Regions from separate parts of the Canis lupus genome. Here region 1 is linked to region 2. Evidence: chromatin contacts called from public Hi-C data. All regions are on one chromosome and are shown on one strand. The core of a region is the stretch at or near the end of the contact, and the rest is flanking DNA. Distances in the headings are between cores, read along the strand shown. Region 1 holds the start of NCDN (neurochondrin). Region 2 holds the start of CLSPN (claspin).

Evidence for each region. A called contact is a pair of places that touch in the nucleus more often than the background predicts.
Region 1: a contact with region 2 is called in a Hi-C map of blood, with 5 times the contacts expected there. The contact joins the promoter of NCDN here to the promoter of CLSPN in region 2. A contact is called at or near these places in 3 of 9 Hi-C or Micro-C datasets (amygdala and blood).

The regions. Positions count from the first base shown.
Region 1 is chr15:6,649,997-6,655,432 of UU_Cfam_GSD_1.0, forward strand. NCDN (neurochondrin) reads right to left here and starts at 3,842. Exons shown (of 7, transcript XM_038557936.1): 1 at 3,810-3,842; 2 at 2,773-2,913; 3 at 716-1,684. The coding sequence starts at 3,842. KIAA0319L (dyslexia-associated protein KIAA0319-like protein homolog) reads left to right here and starts at 4,666. Exons shown (of 21, transcript XM_038557933.1): 1 at 4,666-4,891.
Region 2 is chr15:6,468,867-6,474,286 of UU_Cfam_GSD_1.0, forward strand. It overlaps CLSPN (claspin), which reads left to right and starts at 3,521. Exons shown (of 25, transcript XM_038557926.1): 1 at 3,521-3,544. The coding sequence starts at 3,521.

The DNA of each region.
Region 1 (5,436 bases), core at 2,592-5,091, 180 kb after region 2:
TGCCAGCCAGCCTAGGAACACCACACCTAGAGGGGAATTCCAGCCCCTGAGCCCTTCGAAGGCCGGCCCTGCACACCCAGCACCTGGCACACAGTGAGCACACACCCGACAGGCGCCTGGCACGGAGCAGGCCCTCGGGGCACGCCGCTGAGCTAAGGGGGCTTCAGACAACATGTCCCCACACTTGCTGCGACTCCACTCGCATCCCCGTCCCCCCTGAAGTAGCTCAAGGCTGGAAGGTCCCTCATGGGTCCCCTGGCGGCCCTGACCTGGAGGAGTTAGCGGGACCTCCCCGGAGGCCAGGAAGCTGCAGGCCTGGCCCTGCAGCCCTGGCCCTGCTCCGGTGCCGGGGTGCGTGTGTTGCATGTGCAGGTGCCGCACTCGGGGCGGGAGGCGGAGCCAAGCAGGCTGCTTCCATCTCGTGTGCGTGTGTACCGGGGGGAGGGCTGTGAGTGGGAGCCACCGTGTTGTGTGTGTGCGTGTGTGTGTACTGTGATGCGAGTGCACATATGGTGTGTGGTATGGTGCTTGTGTGGAGGCTCAGGGAGGGAGGGAGAGAGAGGCTCGGCCACACTACTCCCGGGAGCGCTGCAGGATCGGCCCGAGTGGGCATCTGGGCCTGTCCCTGTCACACCGCATCCCTCTGCCTGGCCCTCTGCCCACCCCACCTCCGGCCCCCACCCCCAGGCTCCCTGTGTGGCCACTATGCCCTCACCTGCTGCAGGTGGTGGATGACAGCCCCGATGGCCTCCTTCATGATGCTCACGAGCTGTACCTTCTGGGGCTCCTTGAGCAGCGACTGCTCGCAGCGGGTGCACTCCTGAATCCCCAGCTCCATGAGGGCATAGCAGGCGGTCACCACATCCTCTTTCACTTCGGTGCCCGTCTCCTCCAGGGCCAGCCGTACCTCCACACACGCCAGATTCACCAGCAGGGCCAGGAACTTGCTCCCGGAGCTGCCCGCTGGGATCCAGTCGGAGCCGCAGGCGTGCGCCAGGCGGGCTGCCAGCTTCAGCGCGGGGTTGCGCTGCCAGGAGCTCAGCTTGCTGCCCAGGATGCGTGCCAGCCCGGCCTGCAGATCCCGGAGGCATTCGGAGGGCACGGTTGTCGGGGGCAGAAAGAGGGGCAGCAGCTGGCACAGCTCAAACTTGCTGGCGTCCTCGGCTTTCTGGAAATCTTCACTGAGGCCCCGCAACACGGCCAGGAGGTCAGGCTCCGCCTCCTTCCAGCACTGGGTCTCAGCGGCAGCCAGCAGCCCCACGAGGAGCGCCAGGGCCTGGTCGAAGCCGTAGCCGTGCCCCAGGTATGCTTGACACAGGGCGGACACGGTGCCGCCAGCAATAAGGTGCCGGGGCCCCCGGGGGGTGCCTGCCACAGCTGTCAGGCACTGGTAGGTATCGTCGATCATGGAACGGCGAGCAGCGTCATCTGGGTCCCCCCGGGCAGTGAGGAAGGTGCTGAGGATGGGGATCTTGTTCAGGACCTGGGGGTGGCCGGCCAGTTCAGGGTCACTGCAGAAGCAGGCCAGGAGGGCCACACCCAGGGCTCGGAGAACGTGGTCGGGGCAGCCATCAGGGGCCTCCTTGGTGGTCAGGAGACGATTGGGGAAGGTGAAGCCTACAGCATCAAAGATCCGCCGCCGAGTTTTGGCATCGATGTCCCCTGCTTTGACTGCCTTGGTCACCTGGGGGGGGGGCGGGGATGTGCTATCAGCAGGACGAAAGGAAGACTGGCCCCTGCCCCCTGGGGAGCTGACCATCAGCAAGATGAGGTTATGGAAGGGGACTCGCTCTGGGGTCAGAAGGCCCCCCAGAGGTCATTTCATCCTGCTCCTTCCTCCCATGGGAGACGGACTGTTGTGACCTCCGGGATCCCTCAGCTGTGATTATTTCCACAGAGGGGAGGTCCAATCCCCAGCTCCTGCCATTCCATCACCTGGTCATTTGGGAAGTTCTTGCCGACGTCTAATCTGGATGCCGACACCCGATTTGGGCTTACAGCTCAGTTTAAAATCCCCCGGGGATTTAGGGTCTCTTCCTTAGCTGCTCCCCCCAAAGCAGCCTCCGATCCATTCCTGCCACCTTCTCAGGGGAAATGGCTCCTGTGTCTCGCCACTCTGCCTGTCAAAACATTTCCCCTTACATTTCACCTCAACACCTCCTCTGCTGCAGTGTGAGCCCTTGACTCTGGAGCCTTCTCCCTGTTGCCATGGCAAACAAGCAGCGACTGTACTCCCTCCTTCCTTCACCCCCCACACACCAACCCCCCCTTCCCAGCACTGCAGCTCCTGCTCTGCTGGCCCCAGCGCGGCTCCTGCAACAGGGCTGAGCCCCACACAGCTCCCTCACCCCCAGCCTAGCTACTGCCATCCCGGCTATCCCTTGGGACCCCTTCCCAGCTACTTCTAGTTCTGCTACTCTCTCCACCCCCAGAGCAATCATCCCCAGCCCTCAAGTACTCTGCACTAGTTACTACCTGCTGCTGTCACCCTATGAGTCAGCTCCCATCTGCTCCGGGACGCCCCAGAGAGCAGACCCAGGCAGCCTCCTCCGAGGCTCCTAGAGCCCCAAGCCTTATTCACTCCCATTCTCCCCTTTGCCCCCATACTCAGGGGGAGCAAAGAAGATGCCAAATGTAGGCATCTGGGGTCTTCTTGGGTGCTTCCAGGAATGCCAGCACAAGCTATGCATCCTTGGGGACTTTCTGACCCCATTCCTAGGGGGCCCAACCACCCAGCCCTTCCCACCTCCCAATCTTTGGTCAGTTCCTTACTAGCAGCAGGGCTGCAAACTGCTCGCTGTCATTCTTGGCCTCACGGAGGGCTCCCAGGTAGCGCTCCAGGGTGGGGTTTCGGCTCTCTGCCTGGTTCAGAGCTGGCTCGCAATCCGAGGCCATGATGCCCGCCTTGCCCAACTGTGAACACAAGAGGGACTGAGCATCCCTCTGCAGAGGAGGGGTGGGGGTGGGAGTGGAGGATGGAGGGAGGGATTAGCACAGAGGGAGGGATCAGAAGGGATGGGTTCCTCAAGACTGACCTCCCTTGTGGCAGCCCCTTAAAGGTACTGGACCCTCAAGTCCTTAGGGACGAAGAAGGGACCCTGGTCCAAGGTCACCTCCAGAAAGCGGGAAGGAAGGACCACACATCCCGCTGCTCAGCTGCACAGCAGTGGGAGGGAGCTGCTGGCCTCCCTGCTCTGCTGCCCCTGGGCACCAGAGGCCGGCTTTCATCTCCCTCCACCCAGGCACACCCGGAGGGAGTGGTGAGGACACACAGAGGAAGGAATGGAGACACACACGGGTGAAGTTCGATTATCCGGACTCAGGCTGACACGAGGGAAAAAGGGCATCCTAGGTTTCCCTTCCTCTCCCTTCTCTAAAACAGGCAGGAGGCAGGCTTCTGCAGGAGTGAGGGTGCAGGGGGCCGACCAGGGACGCCTCGCAGGCCCGCTTGGGGACCCCACCCCTCCAGCCAGGGCTCCGAGTCGCCCCCGCAGGCTCCTTGCCTCCTCTCCTTTCCCTCCCTCGGGCAGAAGCTGCAGCAGCAGCAGCAGCAACAGCAGCAACAACAGCAGCACCAGGGGCAGCAGCAGGAGCAGCAGCAGCAGCAGCAGCAGCAGAATTAACCCTTAGCGCTCCCTCTCCTCGCCCTCCCCGCCCCGCCCCCAGCCCGTGGATGCCGGCCGGGGCTGGAGAAGCAAGCGGGGGTCCCGGGTGGCTCCCAGGACGACGGAGCATCCACAAGCCGGATAATCGGAGCGGGGCGGCTGAGATGGGGAGATGAGAAGGGGAGGGTCCCTGGCGGTCACCACCTGTCCCGCCGCAGCCAGGTCACAACACGACATTGATGAGGTCACGACAGGGCGGCGATGAGATCACACTTCACGATGGCGCGGTGATGTCACGCAGAGATCACGGCAAAATCACGACATGGACAGCCCCCAGAGATGACAGGGAGGATTAAAAAAAATTAAAAATAATAATATATATATATAGAGAGAGAGAGAAAGAGAGAGAGAGAAAGGTAGATGTTGAAAAGGGCCGTGACAAGATGGAGTCTCGACAGGGCACGATGATGTCGCGATATGGCGCGATGGAGTGGCGATAGGGTCCCCGAGCTGCGGCGGCATCGGTCGGCGCCGGTCGGCGAGGCCCCGGCCGGGGTGCAGGGGAGGGCCTGAGGGGGGCTGAGCTCACCAGGCTGCGGCCCCGAGCGCCCAAACCGCCTCCGAGCGCGCTGCTCCGGGAGCCTGGGGCCGCTGCTCACGCCGCTTTGCCCACTCCCGGCTCCAGGCGGCGGCGGCTCCACCCCCACCCCCGCTGCGCTCCCGACCAATCCGCGGCCGCCTCACTCGCGGCGCCGGCCAATCGCAGGCCTCGGCGCTGAGCCGTCGGGCGTGCCGCCGCCGCCGCCATCTTGCTTGTGGGTATTGCCCGAGCCTGGGGCGCGGGGCCGGCGCGGGGTCGGCGCGGGGCGGGCAGCGCGGCGAGGACTGCCCGTGGAGAGCGGGAGGCGACAGCCTGGGGGCCCAGGTTCCTTCGCTCGTGCGTAGTTGTGTCCCCCAGCGCGGCCCCTCCTCCCCCGCGGGCGCGCGGCTGGCGCTGACTTCCGGGCGGGGGGGTGGGGGCGGGGCGCGTGGAGAGTGTGTTTCCGGGTCGAGCCCGGGGAGGCGGGAGGAGGAGGCGGCGCTTCCGGCCGCGGTCGGCGTCCTGGGAGGCAGAGCGACGGGGAGCTGTCCGGGTGGGGAGCGCGCGCTGCCTTCTTCCTCCTCCTCCTCCTCCTCTCCCTCCTCCTCGGGGTGAGGGGAGCGCAGGCTGGGGCCCCGACCCCATGGACCGGGAGGAGGCGGAGGCCGCCGAGAGCCGGGGCCGCGCTGTGCGGCCCTGAGCCCCGGTAGGTGGCCGGGGGCGGCTGGCGGCCGGGCCGGGGACCCCTGAGCGCGGGGGGCGGGGGGCGGGGGCGGGCGGGACGGGCTGCTCCGGAGGGTGCGCTGGCCGGGTGCTCTGGGGGCCCGGAGGTGGCGCTCCCGGCGCGGCGCGGGGCAGCCCGCCGCTCCTGGCTCCTTGCAGGTGCGGAGCTCGGGTCCCGGCCGGAGGGCCCGGGGCCTGGTCGTGCAGCATCTTCATCCCTAGACACGGCCCGGGCTCGGGGAATGCTGCCCACCCCGCACCCCGACCTCTGCAGCCGCGCCCCGAGCTGCAGGCCCTTGCGTTCCGTCTCCCCTCCAGGATACAAAGTTGCTGCGGAATCAGGGGGGCGGGGCCGCGCACGCCCCGGGCTGCGGTGCTGCACCTGCGGGCTGCGGGCCTCGGGGGAGGAGGCCCCGCGGACGCCAGCACGAAGGGGGCGTGCGGGGTGTGCGGGGCCGGAGACCTCGGGCGACCTCGGGGGAGACCTCGGGCGACCTCGGGCAGGCGCTTGGTCCCGTCGCCTCCTGC
Region 2 (5,420 bases), core at 2,271-4,770:
AGATCAAAATTGAGAATAAAGATCACTAAGTCCAAATACAGACTCGCTTTAGATTAGCGCAAGTTAATATACAGGATAAAAAATTTCCCCTTCCCAATTCAGCATTCTGCTCATTATCCAAATCAGAGCTCTCTTTCTTTGTTTTTCTGGTGACTGAATAGGTGTTCTTCAAAGCGAAAAATGCTAATTACTTCTGAAAATGCTAATATCAAGAGTCTTGTCTCACTTCCAAAGGGTGTTCAAGAATAATATAGTTATCGAGACCAAATTAGTTCAAGAAATATTGATTTTGGGGATCCCTGGGTGGCTCAGTGGTTTAGCGCCTGCCTTTGGCCCAGGGCGTGATCCTGGAGTCCCGGGATTGAGTCCCACGTCGGGCTCCCGGCATGGAGCCTGCTTCTCCTTCCTCCTGTGTCTGCCTCTCTTTCTCTCTCTGTCATAAATAAATAAATAAATAAATAAATAAATAAATAAATCTTAAAAAAAAAAAAAAAGAAATATTGATTTCCCTATCATGAACCAGGTATGTTCTAAGCCCTTGGTTCTCAAAGTGTGGTCTCCATACCAGCTGTATAAGCATCATCTGGAAACTTGTTGGAAATGGAAATTCTCGGGCGTTGGGGGCACCTGAGTGGCTCAGTCGGTTGAGAACCTGCCTTGGGTTCAGGTCATGATCCTGGGGTGCTGGGATCCAGCCCTGCATAGGGGAAATCCCTGCTCACCAGGGAGCCTGCTTCTCCCTCTGCTCCTTCCCGGCAGCTTGTGCTCTCTTGCTCTCTCTCTCAAATGAATACATTTTTATTTTTTTATTTTTTTTTAATTTTTATTTATTTATGATAGTCACAGAGAGAGAGAGAGAGAGAGAGAGGCAGAGACACAGGCAGAGGGAGAAGCAGGCTCCATGCACCGGGAACCCGACGTGGGATTCGATCCCGGGTCTTCAGGATCGCACCCTGGGCCAAAGGCAGGCGCCAAACCGCGGCGCCACCCAGGGATCCCTTTTATTTATTTATTTATTTATTTATTTATTTATTTATTTATTTATTTATTTATGATATGAATACATTTTTTAAAAAATCTTTTAAAAAAAGAAAATTCGGGCAGCCCCGGTGTCTTAGCGGTTTAGCGCCGCCTTCAGCCCAGGGCACCATCCTGGAGACCTGGGATCGAGTCCCACGTCGGGCTCCCTGCATGGAGCCTGCTTCTCCCTCTACCTGTGTCTCTGCCTCTCTCTCCCTCTCTCTGTCTCTTATGAATAAATAAATAAAATATTAAAAAAAAAAGAAAATTCTTGAGCCTCACATCAGACATACTAAATCAGAAACTCTGGGAGTGAGTGGGGTTCAGTAACCTTGTTACCAGCTCTTCAGATCATTCTTATCATGCTCCAACTATTCTAGATAGTGAGGATATGGTGGTAAAGGAAAGTACTTGACCTCCTGTAGCAACAATATACAAATAGATAAAAATAAAATTTCAGGCAGACTTGTTATTGGGGAAAACAGAGCAGGGGATGGAGAGATAGTGGAGAGTGGGGCTCAGGCAAGGCCTCTCTGAAGAGTATGAGCTCTGGAGTCAGATTGAGCAGGGTGTGAATATTGGCTCCATCAGTTACTAGCCTTTTAAAGGTTTATGTCCCGCTAAAGTAGAGACAGTAGTATTACCTTACAAATTTATTCTGAAGACTAAATAAGATGTTTGCAAAATTCTTGCAACTGTTTCTGTCGCAGGGTAAGCCTCCGATAAATGTTAGCCCTGTAGATATGAAGGAGAAGCGCTATAAATGTATATTTGGAAATCATCAGTGTAGAACTAGCAAAGTGGGTGAAAATGTGGCTAGATGGATGGGAGAGAAGAGGATGTACAGCGGGGTCTTGATGTGGGGAGAAAAAGTGGGTTGAGAAGTGGTGGGGAGGTAAAGAAATAAAGATGAGGAAAGAGAATTTTTATCTGAATCCAGCTAAAGCTGGAAACTTGGATAGAGGAAGCCAGGGGTTAAGGTAACTATCCTGGTTTGCCTGGGACTGAGATTCTCGGGAGATGGACTCTCAATGCTAAAACTGGGAAAGTGGGATGCCTGGGTGACTCAGTGGTTGAGCGTCTACCTTTGGCTCAGGGCGTGATCCTGGAGTCCCAGGACCGAGTCCCACGTCGGGCTCCCTGCATGGAGCCTGCTTCTCCCTTTGCCTGTGTCTCTGCCTCTCTCTGTGTGTTTCTCATGAATAAATAAATAAAATCTTAAAAAAAATAAACTGGAAAAGTCGTGGGAAAATTCAGATGAGTTGGTCACCTATCAATGGATAAGATCATGAGAGTGAAGTAGGGAAGGATGGTAACTACTGCGGCCTTCCCTTCTTGGTGCCCTCTGACTTCCTGCTTACAGTCATCTTGTAAAGTCCCTTCCAGGAACTTGACTCAACCGGAAGCCAGAGGGCAAGGGGGCTTGGGTAGTACAGCCGGGAGTGGTCAGCCTGCCCTGGGCAGAGCAGGATAAGGAATGAGAATAGACCTGGAGGGGCAAAAAGACAGTAACCAGCATAGTCACAAGGAATTAGAATCGTCTGGGATTAGTCTGACTCCGGACCTTTTATTCTTCATTCCTGCCTTGTCTGAGGAGTTGAGGAGTGGATGGGTAGGTATTTTCCTACATCCTCAAATTAACTTTAAATAAAATTATAGGGGATCCCTGTGTGGCTCAGCGGTTTAGCACCTGCCTTTGGCCCAGGGCATGATCCTAGAGACCCGGGATTGAGTCCCACATCGGGCTCCCTGCATGGATCCTGCTTCTCCCTCTGCCTGGGTCTTTGCCTCTCTCTCTCTCTCTGTGTCTTTCATGAATAAATAAATAAATAAATAAATAAATAAATAAATAAATAAATAAATAAATAAATAAATAAAATCTTTTAAAAAATAATAAAAAATAAATAAAATTGTAAAGGCCATCCAAGGATATTCTTTGGTATCTGAGAAGCCCATAGAACTTTCGTCAATGCTCAGGGGCGTGAATGCTCCGTGTACAAGGAGCAGGTGGGACGCAGCTGCTCCTGGGATGGAGGTCCCGGAGAAAACCCCCGCAGGTGTCTTCTAGAAGTGGCCCAGGGATCTTCCCGCTTGAAGGGCTTACTCCTCAACATGCGCTGCAGCAAGGGCCAAAGGTCAAAGCCACCGCTCCCCAGGTAGGGCCTTGCAAGGCCAGAGGGCCCGACCGTCCCGCAGACGGGGCACCAGCCGCCCTGAGCTCGCAGGGACTGGAGCAGCCGGGACCCGCCAAGCCGACCCGGGTTCTATTTGCGAGTCTGGCCGGCGCCGCTTCCTGATTGGTAGGACAGCGCGGGGGCGTGGCCTCGCGCAGAAAGCCGCCTCCGGATTGGTGCAGGTCGTTGGGGCGGGGCCTCCGCGCTGGCTGGGCGCGAAAGCTCAAACAGCGTTGCGGGACTGGAGACCGCGGGAGCCGCTGCGCCCGCGCTACGGGAACGCGAGACCTGCCCCGTCACAGCGAAGCGCGGGAGAGGCCGGAGTCATGCCCGGCGAAGTGGTTTCTGAGGTGAGTTAGTGCACAGGCCGCCGTCCGCGGCTGCCGAGGCCCGGCGCCCAGGGGCGGGGATGGGAAAGGGTCGAGCGGCCCGAGCGGGGCGCGGAGGCGGAGAGGACTACAGCTCCCGGCGTGCCCGGCGGCGGCGGCGCGCGCTCAGGCTGCTGGGAGGCTCCCACGGCCCCGCGGGCTCGCGGCTCTCCGCTCCCGCCGGGCGCCGGGCTGGCCGCGTCGCTCCTGACTCCTGCGGCGCGCGCAGCCGGCCTCCCCGCAGCTCCTCCGGCCGCCCGGCCGCCCCTGCGGCGGGTTTCCTGCCGCGGGGGCTCTTCCTCGTCTGGCTCCCCTCCCCCAACAGAGGACGGCGCAGGCGCAGAAGCACCTGGGCTGCTGGGCAGGGGGGCGGTTCCCCGGAAATGGGAGGCGGGGCCTCCGGGAGGCGGGGTCTGCGCGGGGGCTCTGAGGTCGTGTGGCCGGGACCAGGGGAGGCACCAGCCTTGGGGGCACCTTTAAGAGGGCTACCCAAAACTCCGTAATCGAGATAGTGTTTTAATCCAGTATTTTGAATTTTTAGATACAGCAAGCAAGCCAGCCAGCCCCTGCCTGCGCTTGCGCTTCTGCACCTCTGCACCTCCCCCTAAATCCTGGCCCTGGTTTCAATAAAAATTTTATTAGCAAAAAAAAAAAAAATTGTTAGCAAAAGTGGTTGGCTGACCTCGTGAGCCATAGCTTTGCCAGTTCCATTTATTTTTAGAAAAAAGTGTTGTAAAATAAATAAATAAAAACAAAAAAATATTGCACTAAGGTATTAATCTTGATGACCGAGGTTTTGAGACTGGACTTTGTCCTCACCCTGTTCCTGGCGGTGGCTGTTGCTGATATTGGTACAAACTGCCCGGAATTCGGTGATGAGGAGCATCACTATGTGCTGAGTCATGTGGTTCCCCAAACTCAGTTTCTGCACCCACAAAGAATCTTAACTGTTTAGGTTGTTGGGAGAACCATCAGAACATGCGTGATGATCCTCTGGGGCTCCTCAGTGCCTGTTACCCTGGTTGTTATTCAAATAACTGTACCAAACATTTAAATCAATTTAATAGTTGTTTTGAGAAATCATTAAGGTGGGAAGTGCCTGACTACAGTACAGATGTTAATATTTACACACATGCACACCCTCCCTCCCCTTAATTGGATTCAGAGCCCTAAGAAAGCCAAGGATGGGGATCCCTGGGTGGTGCAGCAGTTTGGCGCCTGCCTTTGGCCCAGGGCACAATCCTGGAGACCCGGGATCGAATTCCACATCGGGCTCCCGGTGCATGGAGCCTGCTTCTCCCTCTGCCTGTGTCTCTGCGCCTCTCTCTCTCTCTGTGACTATCATAAATAAATAAAAAATTTTAAAACATTAAAAAAAAAAAAAAAAGAAAGCCAAGGATGGGTAGCCCTGGTGGCTCATGGGTTTAGCGCCTGCCTTCAGCCTAGGGCGAGACCCTGGAGACCTGGGATCAAGTCCCACGTCAGGCTCCCTGCATGGAGCCTGCTTCTCTCTCTGCCAGTATCTCTGCCTCTCTCTCTCTCTCTCTCTCTCTCTCTCTGTCTCTCACGAATAAATAAATAAAATCTTAAAAAAAAAAAAAGAAAAGAAAAGAAAGCCAAGGATGTAGGAGATCTGGCCTCTAGGGTCAGCCTGGTTGCTAACTAGTCAAGTCACCTAACACCATCCTGCTCATGTTTTTTATTTGTGACTTTTAAAATGGTTTTATTTGGGAAATTTGAAACCTACATGAACACAGCAAAGTTGGTAAAAAGAACCTATCACCTAACTTCAAGTTATCAAATCATGCCAGTCTTGTTTCATTTATAGTCTCACCCACTTTCCCCCCTCACTGGATTA